2 separate regions of the Pan troglodytes genome follow, and region 1 is linked to region 2. Evidence: chromatin contacts called from public capture Hi-C data. All regions are on one chromosome and are shown on one strand. The core of a region is the stretch at or near the end of the contact, and the rest is flanking DNA. Distances in the headings are between cores, read along the strand shown. Region 1 has its middle 210 kb from the start of TFCP2L1. Region 2 has its middle 41 kb from the start of GLI2.

Region 1 (6,972 bases), core at 711-3,210, 380 kb after region 2:
TTCTGCCAAGCTGTGCCATCCTAGGCGGCTCCCTTAACATCTCTAATCCGCAGGAGCTTCTCTCGGGGTGTGTAAAGCATGAGTGGACAGGAGGGAGGTACTCGATGAATAGTGACAGCCAAAACCCTGATAACAATGGGCGATGTCATTTAACATTCACCGTCATCTCATGGCGCAGTCACTATTATTCCCCCATTTCGCAGATGAGGAAACTGAGCTTCCAACTTGCTCCTGCAGGTCCTGCAGAGTTCAGTGATGAAGTTCAAGCTTCATTCAGTCATTGCGCATCCAGGGCCAAGGTCATTTGCAAAACTCCTTCGCATGACCATACTGTCAGCTGCGAACACAGCCCCATGCCTTGGTGGAGGGGGTGGCGTACGCCCATCCCACGTTGGGAATCAGGAACCCACCCTCAGCTGCCCCTGTCCTTGTGCCCTGTCTGTGGTTCTGTGGTGGAGGATAACTATGTTTTAGTTAGCATGGATCCTGCACATGTGCTGGAATATTCCATCTTCTGCAAGCATTGAAGGGACAGGAAATTGAAGTCTGGGCCCCTCTCACACTGAGGGAAATTCACAGACATTGTGATTAAAAACAGCAGGATGGTAAATATGTGCCCAATTAATGCCTTTACTAAAATAGCAAGTCCCTAAAATATTTCCGAGCAGGAAGTAGAACGAAGAAGGCCCCCTGCCCCCACCTCGCACCCCATTCTGTCCCCCACTCCTGAGAGCAGCCCAATTTGTCCCCAAAACCCAGGAAATCTTTCACGGAAAATACTCTCCAACTCTGGCTCCGCTGGGGTTCGAGGCCAGCCAATGGGGCAGGGTGGAGGACAGATGCCCTGGAATTCCTTTCATGCTTATTAAAACCAACAAATGTCAGGCCGGGCACAGCGGCTCACGCCTATAATCCCAGCACCTTGGGAGGCCAAGGTGGGTGGATCACTTGAGGTCAGGAGTTCGAGAACAGCCTGGCCAACATGGTGAAACTCCGTCTCTACTAAAAACACAAAAATTAGCCGGGCCTGGTGGCGGGCGCCTGTAATCACAGCTACTTAGGAGGCTGAGGCAGGAGAATTGCTTGAACCCAGGAGGCAGAGGTTGCAGTGAGCCGAAATCGCGCCACTGCACTCCAGCCTGGGTGACAGAATAAGACTCCGTCTCAAAAAAAAAAAAAAACCAACAAATGTCAGAAGTCAGTATTGTGGGTCCAGTCCACAGGGATCCCAGAACCGCCCTTGCCCCCACCCCCTGCCAGGATCTGGCTACCGGGTGAGACCCAGGCCTGGCCTTCAGCTGGGTGGCTGGAAGCTTCCTGAGTTAGTTCTGAATCCCAAAGTTAATGGTACATTGGTCACGCCTGTAATTCCAGCACTTTGGGAGACTGAGGTGGCGGGATCACTTGAACCCAGGAGTTTGAGACCAGCCTGGGCAACAAAGCAAGACCCTGTCTCTACAAAAAAAAAACAAAAAATCAGTCGGGTACAGTGGTGTGCAAGCTACTTGGGAGGCTGAGGTGGGAAGATTGAGCCCAGAGGTTGAGGGTGCAGTAAGCAAACGTCACACACTCCAGCGTGGGTGACAGAGAAAGACCCTGTCTCAAGAAAAAGTGCATTGGATTTCTCAAAGAGACTGTTCCAAAATCTGTTCGAAAATGGACCCTACAAGGATGATTTTTAATTGGAAAAGAAAAGAAAAAAAAGGACGAGGAGAGGTAGGAAAACAGAGTGCAAAAGCCCGCCAGCGCCTCCTGGTGAAAGAAGGGCAGTGGTGCCCAGCACCAACTGCCAGCCTAGGGCAGACGGGAGGAGGGGTCCCAGTCCCAGCACCACCTCCGCTCCCCCCAGGGCTTCCCCAAGACAGCCCAGGGGTTCCAGCCCAGAGGCGTCAAAGCCCTTGCCCGCCCGTTTCCTGCCGATCATCCAGCCTCAGCACTCCACATAGCGGGGAAAGCAGCTTGTCCCTGGCCACAGAGGCCTTTTCCGGAGGGAGCAGGCTGTTACTGTGACTGTGTGGCTGGATCACCCACCCTCCAGCCTGACAGAGACTGGGCTCTGGGAAGGGCCTTGCCCAGGCCACACTGCTAGACAGGCTGAAGGCACAGGCGCCCCAGGTTGTAACACCTCAGAAGTTCTGGGTTTCCAACTGAGTACCCAAACATAGAAAGAGCCGTGGTGCCCATCAGCACCAGGTGGGTGCACAGCCCATTGTCCTACAGAGGCCAGAGGAGCTCCCTGGAATGTACATCAGGCACGTCCCCATGGCCACGGGGCTCTGCAGTCCAACCCACCTATGTCCCCAGGTCACCTTTTAGGGCCTCCTCTGCTCCTTCCGCTTTAGCCGACTGGGCCTTCTTTCCAAAACATTGAGCTCACCTCCACCCCAGGGCCTTTGCATTCACTGTTTTCTTTCCCTAAAAACATCTGCTTCCAAATGTCCACATGCCTCCTCCTTCTCAGAGTTTAGGTCTCGACTCAAATGGCAACTGCTTTAAGAGGCTGTCCTTGTCTTCCTGGGCCAAGGGTCCCTGGTCCCCATCACTCCGCCCTCTCAGACTGCTGTGAGGGATCTTTATGGAAGTTATTACCAGCATTACATTACACAGTGTACGAATACTATATATTAATATGTGCTAGGATGCCAAGCTCCAAGACGGGGGCAGGGGGGCTGTCTTGTTCAGCTCTGTGTCCCCAGCCCCATCCAGCCCTGCACATCCTAGGTGCTCAGTAGCTAGTTACTGCATGAAGGAATGAGTGGAATTTGAATACTTATAAGGGAGGATTGGTGGCTGCTTCCCCTGTTCTCCCCCAGTGCCTGCGTTGTGGCATTTATGGTGTCATCTTGTCATTTACCTCTGGGTCCATCTCTTTCAAGGTGGTGAGTCCCCACGAGAGGGAGAGAGGCTCAGGGCCCGTGGCTCCTTGGAGTTCAGAGAAGGTGCTCCCCTGTGGGTAGTCTCGCCCCGGCACCACTTGTTCCTGATCTCTGCACAACGGGTGGCCTTGGCCCCACGTCTCCTTCCCCTGGCACTGCTGCTGGGCAGGCATCTGGAGACCTGGGCTCTTACCAGCTCTTGCAACTCACTGGGTGACCTTAGGCAGGGCCCATCCTCTCCCTGGGCTCCCATTTCCCTGAATGCACAATGGGGGTCTTCTGAGACTCCTGAAGGGTCGCTAGTTCAACCCCTTGGAGTTGGGGGAAGCCCAGCTACCCTTCTCTGGCTTTTTTTGCGGGAGCGGTCTCAGCACCAATGCTTGGAGTTTGGGAAAATACACAGCTCTCCAGAGTGATGGGGAGCAGGGCTTCCCCGACTTGGTGGGGGCCAGTGATACCAGCAGCCACTTTTTAACTTGATCAAGAGCACGACTGCTATAGCCCAGTCATTGTATCCTAAGGGACAGGCCGCTCCCGCCTGATTGTATCCCCAACAAGGAACTAGGCCAACGCCGTACAGCCCACGTCAATTCCGTCCCTAACCCCTGCCAGCCTGGAGTTCCTGGGGGCATCACCCTCTCTCATCTGCAGCAACCACGTGGTGCCTCCTGCAGGAAAGCCCAGCCTGGCTCCCACTGCCCACTGCCGGGCTGGGCTCCACTCAGGCAGCCGCTGCTTCCTCTGCAGACCTTTTCTCTTCTGGGCGGGACAGGAACCCACGGCTGCTCAGGCACTGTGCCCCACTACCCCCTGGTCTTTGCACATGCTGTTCCCTCTGCCAGGATCACTGTGTTCCACTTTCCCACGTAGTCTGCAGAACCCGACCAGACAGTTCCCATCCCACAAGGGTTTCCCATCTCCTCCCATTCCATTCCTACAGGCTCTGCCACCTGCACCAGTCAGAGTTCAGAGAAGTGGAACATTGGGACGTGAGAGGACATGCGCGCGCACACACACACAGACACATACACACACACAGACACACAGACACAGAGACACACACACAGACACACACGCACAGACACAGAGACACAGAGACACACACGCAGACACACACAGACACACAAACACACAGAGACACACGCACCCACAGAAACACACAGACACACAAAGACACACAAAGACACACACACATAGACACAAACACACACACAGAGACACACACATGCACACAGACACATACACAGACATACAGACATAGACACACACGCACTACACGGACAGACACGCGGACACCAACACACAGACACAAACACACAGAGACACACACACAGACACCCACAGACACACAGACACAGACACACACGCAGGCACACACAGACACACAGACGCAGACACAGACACGTATACACACAGACACACAGACACACCCACAGACACAGACACACACACAGACACACACAGATACATATATAGACACGCACACACACACAGATACACACAGGCACACACAGATACATACATAGACACGCACACACAGATACACACAGACACATGCAGACACACAAACACATAGACACACACACAGACACACACAGACACACACACACACGACCTATGACAGGGACTTGGCCTTGTGAAACCTTGGGCACTGGCCACCCCGTGTAAGGGAACTGCTGCTTCTCTGGTGCGTGGAGCTGGCAGGGCGGGCGTGGGGAAAAGGGGATGACCATGAAGTGGGGTAGGAGGACAAATGGAACCTGACAGGCTGAGCTGGAACTCCCACCGGGAAGTAGCGGACCCCAAGTCAATCTGTCCCCTGCTCTAAGCCTCTACCTTCGAGGATGGGCACCCCGTGGAAGAAGCCGGCACCTTCATGAACTAAGCATATACCTGGCCTGGGAGTCAAGAAGGCCACAGGAGGCTCTGGCTGGGCTGGAAGAGCTATGCCCCAGCTGCCTGGACACCAAATCCATCTCCTGAGATCAGCAGCACCTGCGAGTCCCCTGTGTGTTGGGAGGCACTGGCCCCTCTCGCCTTCTGAGTGTAAAAGGAAGACATGACTGCTGCTCCCTCTGCCCCTCCCCGGGCCCCAGATAACCCAAGCCTGTGCAGGGAAGGGAGTTCCCCGGGGCCCGAGATAACCCAAGCCTGTGCAGGGAAGGGAGTCCTGGGTGCTGCAGTTCAGCTCAGCTAGGCTGACCGGACACACATCTGTCACACCACCCCAGAGCCTGACCCATGCCGGGTCCTGGAGCTACTCCCGGTGGTGGCCACACTTCCTGCCTCCAGGAAATCCAACATCTCCTGGGAAAGACAAGTCAAGAGACAAAAACACCATTGAATGTGCACGGTGAGGTGGGCAATAGCCATGCAGGCCTGATGGGGAGAATGTGTCCCGTACCAGGGGAAGACTGCAGTGGCCCCCAGGGATGGAGAAGGCCGAGGTCCCGGGGAGGGGGCAGCTGTGCCAGCTCCAGGGCCTTCACTTCTGGGCCTTGGGCTGATGATGCTCCCCTGGGGAGGGCAAAAGGGAGGCCAGCGAGGAGCAGGCTTTGGGTGGGACCAGCTGGGAACAATATCTGTGTCTGCCTTGCCAAGCCTCACAATTCCTATCTAGAAAATGGGGTTGTTGGGAGAATTGAAGATAAAATATATACAAGTATTGCACTGGACCTGACTCGCCCCACCCCAAAGTTGACCATTCCCAAAATTGACAGTGTCATTATCTAGGTCCTAAAAAATCCAAGGGAGAAATGAGATTTCCTGTGTCTTCCCAGCAGCTACACCACTGCTCTTGAACTTGGGAATTGCCACGAAGTGCAGGGGGTGGGGTGGACACCGAGGTCTGTAGGGCCGAGGAAAAAAAACACGACACAACTGGGGCCTTCCAGGGTCTCCCGCGACCCCTGTTCATCCTGCCTGCAGCACCTCATTCCCCACGAGGGCCTGCAGCCAGCTCCTGCCATCTGCCATGATTTATAGAAAAGAGGCAGTGATTAATCAGCCAGTCAACGCCGAGTGCAGCCATTCTCTTTCACTTATCTGCCCCCTAACCCCCCAGCACAGTCCACGCAGCGATGGGCAAATGTATTAATCATGCACTTTAAAAATATTTAAAGGAGAAGCCGAGCCTGGAGCAGAGTCTCCTTTAATGGACTCGTTTTCAGCTGAGGGTGAGTATGCTAATTAGGAGATAAAACAAACGGGCTGTTTGAAATGCAAATGAGCTGCTGGGAGCACTTCTGGTCCCTTCCTTCCCTGCCGCCTGTTTGGGAGGCTAAATCTTACTTCTCCCAGCCGCTTCCCGCCACCGATTTCTAACCAGAAAAGATAGTGGCTGATTCTAAAACTGAGAGGTACTAGGTCTTGTTTTCACCGCCCCCCCTCCCCGCCCCCCGCCTTTGCCCTGGATCAAGGAGCAGAGAGGACAAAAGTTGCCCCAACTCCAACTCCAGCATGAAAAAACCCCAGCCGGGAGGGGAGGCGTGGCTGCTCTCCCCCCATCTCCTGGCACCCACCCAGTCCTCCCCATCTCTTGCCAACCCTGCCCCCTCAGTTTCTCTCCTCTCCTTTTCCTCTGCCTCTGCCCAGCTTGGCGTTTCCCAGCTCGCCTCCCTGCCCACCTCCTTGCCCTCTCCATTCCGTCAGCTGCTTAGCAGGAGCCTCGGGCACAAATCCAGAGCCTTCCTGGCTGCAGCCTTTCCTGGGGTCCCAGGCACCACTCCCACCTACCACCCAGTCTAAACCCCGCCTCCTGTCCCCGCTGCCCTGGGGCCCTCCCTGCCCCATCACAACCACACACCTGCTATTCCCTCCTCTGGGCTTGGGGAATCCTAGTGCCCCTGCTTGGAGCCTTTCCTCCCACCTCCCGTGGCTGGCTCCCCAACCCTTCAGGACTCAGGGCGCATCACCTCCTCAGGGAAGCCCTCAGACCTCCTGGTGCCTTCGTGATTCCTGGATCTGGCACCTGTCTTGGGTGTGACAAAGCATGTATGTGTTTGTGGATTTGTCACCCCTCTTCCCAGGACCTAGGGCTCCTTGGCGCAGGAGCTGTTTTCTCCCCTGCCATGCGCCGTGCCTGCTGGCACATGGC
Region 2 (6,295 bases), core at 3,211-5,710:
CACCCTTAAGCATGTCAGGAGAGACAGGCAGCTGCTGGGGCATTGCCATTGCAAGCAGCTGCCAGGAAGGGCACCTGTGCCTTTGTGCTTGAGACCTGATCTGATTCTGTGCACATCTGGTGTGCTCACCCAGCCCGGAGCACAGCAGCCATCTTGGTAGGGACCACAGCAGCCATGTTGGTAGGGACCACAATGTGTTTACTCCGCCAGCCTTCCAAATCAGGCACTCATGTTGCCAATGGTAGTAGGAGGGTGCAACCTCTGTGGAAGGCAGCTTGAGGAATTAAATAATGCCTTTGAATCAGCATTTCAACTTGTAGGAATGTATCCCAAGACAAACTCTTATTAATGCACAAAAACCCATGTACAAGACTATTCATCAGAATACAGTTTGTAATAGCAAAACACTCTGGGAGCAGTCTCAGTAGCCATCAATAGGGTGCTGGTTGGATAAAATGAGATAACATTTGGTAAATCCACACAATGGAACGCTGCAGTCATAAAGAAGCTTTAGACGCCTCTCTGTGCAGAGCCACAAAACAACCTCCAAGGTGCACTGCTCAGTGTAAACGTGCTCCTCTCTGCTGGCCCTCCTGCTGCGCTGGGCCCACCAGCTGAGACAGATCAAAGCGGAGCCCCAATCTGTGGGGGCTTGGGACCTCTTCCCCTCCATGGAGAATTCTTGGCTCCCACCCTGCTTTTGGGAGTCCTAGGAAGCTGGTGGTGATGCTCGGGTTTGTGGGGTTTTTTTGTTGTTTGTTTGTTTGTCGTTGTTGTTGTTTTTTGAGACAGAGTCTCGCTCTGTCGCCCAGGCTGGAGTGCAGTGGTGCAATCTCAGCTCACTGTAACCTCCACCTCCCAGGTTCCAGCAATTCTCCTGCCTCAGCCTCCCAAGTAGCAGGGATTACAGGCGCATGCGCCACCATGCTCGGCTAAGTTTTGTATTTTTGGTAGAGACGGGGTTTCACCACATTGGCCAGGCTGGTCTCAAACTCCTGACCTCAGGTGATCCACTCACTTCAGCCTCCCAAAGTGCTGGGATTACAAGTATGAGCCACTGCACCTGGCCTCAGGTTTGTTTTGATGCCTTTTTATGGGGGTCCCAACTGCAGGGATCCCACAGCGGGGCACCCCCTCACCCCTCCTTCTTCTCTGACTGGCCCTCAACTTCCTCCCCACCCCACTCCCAGTTCTAGCACTGACCGGGAAGGGGTGATTGTGTGCAGCCCACCCATCTTAGAGGCTGACTGAGCAGTACAGGCCCACATTTCCCTCCACACCAAGGTCTCAACCTCACAGCGCCCCAAAGCCTTTCTTCCAGCCCTGCTCAGAAGTTAATCACTTAGGCATCTCGCCACAGGCTCTGTGGAGTCATTGAGTTTGAAGTCAGGAAAAATCCCAAAGGTGGTGCCTATCAGCTCTCCCAGCAACTCCAGACCTTCTCAGACCCTGGTTTCGGACACTCAGCCAACACCTCTGACTGTGCCTCTGGCCTGGGTCCCACACCCTCTTCCTGGCACCAGCATCCACTCCTGAGTTAATATGCCCATTGCCCAGCTCTGTCTACTAGTGAGGAGCACAGTTAGGTCCCAGTCTTGGATTTTTAAATACCCTTCTCCACTCATATAACCAGGCCTCCCTGGAGAAATAGGTGGTTCCAGGTCTGGGCTGGAAGAGACAAGGCAAATCTTGGATGTCTGGTGCCAGAAACAAGGGTGTTATTGAAGACTAATCAGGGCCAGGATAAACAGACATAGGAAGTTGTCTGATGGGTTTCCACTGACTAATGCTGGGGCCATGAGGACATCAGAAACAATACTGATGGAGATGACACATCGATCTGCCTACCATCACCCTAACCAGGGGATGTCACCAGCATCACTGTTAGTCCAACAACCTGGCCTCATGTGCCCTGAAGCCATGCACCAAGAAGGACCCCACATTCCCCACATAGGATTTGTGCAGAAAACCTGATTCTAGTCATGAAGGAAAAAGACCCAACAGAGTCAAAGTGAGAGAATGTCTGCAAAACAATTGATCTGCGTGCTCTGAAAATGTCAATGACATGAAGATTTCTTTTTTTTAAAAAAAAGGCCAGAGAATCCTTTTAATTTTTTTTCTTTTTTTTTTTTTTTTTTTTGAGACAGTCTCTCTCTGTCACCCAGGTTGGAGTGCAGTGGCACGATCTTGGCTCACTGCAACCTCCGCCTCCCAGGTTCAAGTGATTCTCCTGCGTCAGCCTCCTAAGTAGCTGGGACTACAGGTGTGCACCACCATGCTGGCTAATTTTTGTATTTTTAGTAGAGACAGGGTTTCACCATTTTGGTCAGGCTGGTCTCGAACTCCTGGCCTCAGGTGATCCACCCACATTAGCCTCCCAAAATGCTGAGATTACAGGCATGAGCCACCACGCCCAGCTGAATCCTTCTAAATTAAAAGGGACTAAAGACAAAAGACCATAACCAGCAAGTGTAATATGTGATCTTGATCGGATCCCAGCTCAAAAAAAAAAAAAAAAAAATCAGCCATCAAAGACATTTAGGCGACAACTCTGAAAATTTGAAAATGGATTGAATATTAGGTATTACTGAACTGTTGGTGACTTTCTTAAGTACAATAATGGTCTCATGGTTACAGAGGAGAATATCCCTATTCTTAAGAGATGTCTGTTAAAGAGGGTGAAATGTCACCGAGTCAGCAACTTTCAAACTGACCCACACACATAAAAACATGTGTGCATGCGTGTGTGTGTATCTACGTATATCTGTGTTACATCTATGGAAAAGGTGGAAAGGAACCAAGCATGACAAAATATTAAGAATTGTAGAATCTAAGTGACATAGACCTGTTGTTTCAACTTTTCTGGATGTTTGAAACCGTTCAACATGAGTTTTGGGAAAAGCCCATCCTTCCTCTGTTTTCTAAGCAGCAGCTCCCAAAAGAGGCAGCAGCATTTGATAATGTCCTCGGTAATGATTTCATTATTGATTTCATTAATAAGACATCCTGGTGGGAAGGTGCTCTCCAGGATGCCTGGAAAGGGCTTTTGATGCTGACTGGGCTCAGATGGGCAGAGAAGCCATGATCAGCCCGTTTCTTGGGCTGTACCAGGGTGTCAGGTTTGAGGATGTTCCTCCAGGGTCCCCCCACGCCCACACTCCCACCTGCTCCAGTGGCAGGGGCTCGGGGGGAAGGCCTTCCAGCCAGTACTCTGATTCAGGGCACTGACATCACACATGGAAGGCGGTGGGGACAGCCTGGAGAGCACATACAAGGCGCCCCTGTCTCCTGCTCCCAACCATGGCTGGTTGACTGATGTCCTCACACTGTTCTTCTCACCACCAACTGCCCAAAAGGAATGATCCTACGAGGTAAATCACCGAGACTTGTTGGCTCAGGTCCAAAAGCTGCCAGGTGGCCACCCCAGAACGCCCCAGGCTTGTTAGATAACAGCATTCCAAGCAGGACCCCAAAATGCTCCAGACAGTGCTCCACTGCTGGCCCCTCTTGGAGGGTCATCTGTTTCTAAGAGGAGAGAGTGTCCCATATCACTCCATAATGTGTCCAAGTCCCCTGACTTCTGTTCTAAGGCATAAAGAGCCTAGGACCCATTGGACAGGTTGGGGAGTTGGCAGAACTTCCGTGATCTCGTGGAGAAGCCTCCAAACCTGGCCTCCAAGGAAGGCGGTTGCCTCTCCTAAGGGAGTAAAAAAGTGAGAAGGCCCCCCATGGAAACCCGTCAGCCCCCAGAAGACCTGGGTTTCTTTTCTTTCCTTTTCTTCTTCTTCTTTTTTTTTTTTTTTTTTTTTTTTTTGAGACGGAGTCTTGCTCTGTCGCCCAGGCTGGAGTGCAGTGGCGCGATCTCGGCTCACTGCAAGCTCCGTCTCCAGACTCGGGTTTCTTACTCCTTCAGTCCACGTGGCCCCTATCCTTCCCTTCTCTTTCTCCCATCCTCCTGATCTCTGGGCATAGAAAGCCCACTGGGGAAGAACACCGCAAATCTTCCGGTCCTGCAGCCTCACAGCTGTGTCTACTCCGCTGGGGAGCTTGGGGAAAGAGGAGAGCCCCGGAGGACAATTGAAATAACTAAGTGGGTGGATGGCTAGAGGGTGGAACAGAGTGACAATTCTGGCTCCAGTCCTCAAATTGCTCTGAGCAGGGCATTCAAATTGGATCCCAACTCCGAAAGTGCATTTTAGCAATCCGCCACCAGGTGGAAGAGTCGAATTAAGAATAGAGTCGCTCCACTGCCGTCCTCCGACAGCAATAGTCGGGACCGCAAAAACCGCGGGACGGAGATCTGACCGTAGAGGGAGCAATGCGCTCTCAGCTCAGCGTCGTATTTCCTGGAGTATTTTGGCCTTTGCATCCTGCGGCCCTCTTTCTGTACATTTATCGAGCATCTACAGCATTTCAGACACAGTGCTGGGCCCCGGACAACTATGAGCAAATTCCATTTGCAGCAGCCCCGCAAAACGGCATTTGGAAGCCTATTTTGTGGCAGAGGAAGCCAGGCAGAGTAACGCCCCGCTGCTCAGTGGCAGAGGGGGAATCAGAAAGCCAGCCATCTGCATTCGAAGTCCAAGCTCTGCCCAGCACACTTTGTGCTGCGTCCTAAAAGCACGAAATAGCAGGGACTGCTCGGCTTTCCCCTTCCGTGGTGGCATCAGAAACGGGGCTGCGGCCCAGCGGCAGAAAGCAGCTAGGAGTGCAGAGGGATAAGCTGAAGCCTCTAAGGGAAAACACCCCAAAACAACAGCTAAATGGCACACTGCAAACAACAAGGCTCACGTTGCATGTCATTTCAGCACTTCATTTTATCTCCCCGTGGTCTCACCACCCCCTTGCTTCCTCCCATTTTGTGGAAGAGCAAATTGAGCTCCAGAGTGGTTGAGTCTCTTGGGTAAATGCCTGAAATCTCACACTCAGACTCAAGCCTTCAACCCTAGCATCTGATTCGTAGCCTCAGGACTCTTGTTCTACACACTATATTGCTTCCCTTGGCTGCTTACGTCAATGTGGCCATCACTGAGTCCCACTAGAACCTGGTTCCGGGTTAGTGAATTCAGACAGGATGGGTGGCCAGGCAAGGCAAGAGAGATGGGACAGGGGCTGGGGAAGGGAGGGAGGGGCTTCCCAGAAGAACTGGAGAATTTTGAGGGATCTTCAGTTCCAAGCAGCCCCCACTAGGAGAGACTGGTGATTGGCAGGCCTGGATTTTAATTCTGGCAACACCACTTACTAGCTTCTCTTCTCTTTAGTTTTCTTTTTTCTAAGACTTGGGGTGATCATCATGGTAGGTATCTCAAGAGATTTTCTCAGGATCAAATGTAAATAAAATGCATTTAATCGCTCACACCAATTAAGATGGCTAACATCAAAAAAGTAGAAAATAACACGAGTTGGCAAGGATGGAGAGAAATTGGAACTGTTGTGCACTGTAGGTGGGAATGTAAAATGGTGCAGTTGCTATGGAAACCATATGGCTATTCCTCAAAATATTAAACATAGAATTACCGTCAGGCATGGTGGCTCACATCTGTAATCTCAACATTTTGGGAGGCCGAGGTGGGTGGATCACTTGAGCCCAGGAGTTCGAGACCAGCCTGAGAAATACGGTGAAACCCTGTCTCTACTAAAAGTACAGAAAATTAGTCAGGCATTATGGTGCATGCCTGTAGTCCCAGCTACCCAAGAGGCTGAGGTGGGAGGATCACCTGAGCCCAGAAGGCAGAGGCTACAGTGAGCTGTGATGATGCCACTGCACTCCAGCCTGGGCAACAGAGAAGAATCCCGTCTCAAAAAATAAATAAATAAATAAATAAAAATAGAATTACCATAGGATCCAGCAATTGCACTTCTGAGAATATACCCAAAAGAATTGAAAGCAGAGACAGAAGAGATGTTTGTACACTGAAGTTCATAGCAGCATTATTCACAATAACCAAAAGGTACAGCAACCAAAGTGCCCATCAACGGATGAGCGGATAAATACAATGTGACCTCTCCATACGACGGAATATAATTCAACCTTGGAAAGAAAGAAATTCTGACACATGCTAGAGCATAGACCTTTGAGGCCAGTATGCTGAGTGAGATAAGGCAGTCCAAAAGGACATATACTGCTGCATTCCACTTATGTGAGGATCCTAAGGTAGTTAACATCATAGAGACAGAAAGTAGAATGGCAGTTGCTGGGGGCTGGGGAGATGGGGAACTAGGAGTTGCTGTTTAGTGGGTGTAGAGCTTCAGTTTTACAGGATGAAAGAGTTCTGCAGATGGATGGTGGCGACGG

Evidence for each region. Capture Hi-C pulls out chosen DNA fragments and counts their contacts.
Region 1: a capture Hi-C map of stem cell-derived neural stem cells shows a contact between it and region 2, with 19 times the contacts expected there. The contact joins two enhancer-like sites. A contact is called at or near these places in 4 of 7 Hi-C or Micro-C datasets (blood, induced pluripotent stem cells and stem cell-derived neural progenitor cells) and 1 of 1 other capture datasets (stem cell-derived neural stem cells).

The regions. Positions count from the first base shown.
Region 1 is chr13:21,752,846-21,759,817 of NHGRI_mPanTro3-v2.0_pri, forward strand. No RefSeq gene overlaps it. Among named protein-coding and RNA genes, the nearest start is that of TFCP2L1, 210 kb to the right of the region's middle. Within about 2 kb of position 1,961, at least 1 of the 24 cell types and tissues checked has an H3K27ac peak or open chromatin away from gene starts, as enhancers often do. A contact at or near this core is called in stem cell-derived neural stem cells, where this site is marked.
Region 2 is chr13:21,374,886-21,381,180 of NHGRI_mPanTro3-v2.0_pri, forward strand. No RefSeq gene overlaps it. Among named protein-coding and RNA genes, the nearest start is that of GLI2, 41 kb to the right of the region's middle. Within about 2 kb of position 4,461, at least 1 of the 24 cell types and tissues checked has an H3K27ac peak or open chromatin away from gene starts, as enhancers often do. A contact at or near this core is called in stem cell-derived neural stem cells, where this site is marked.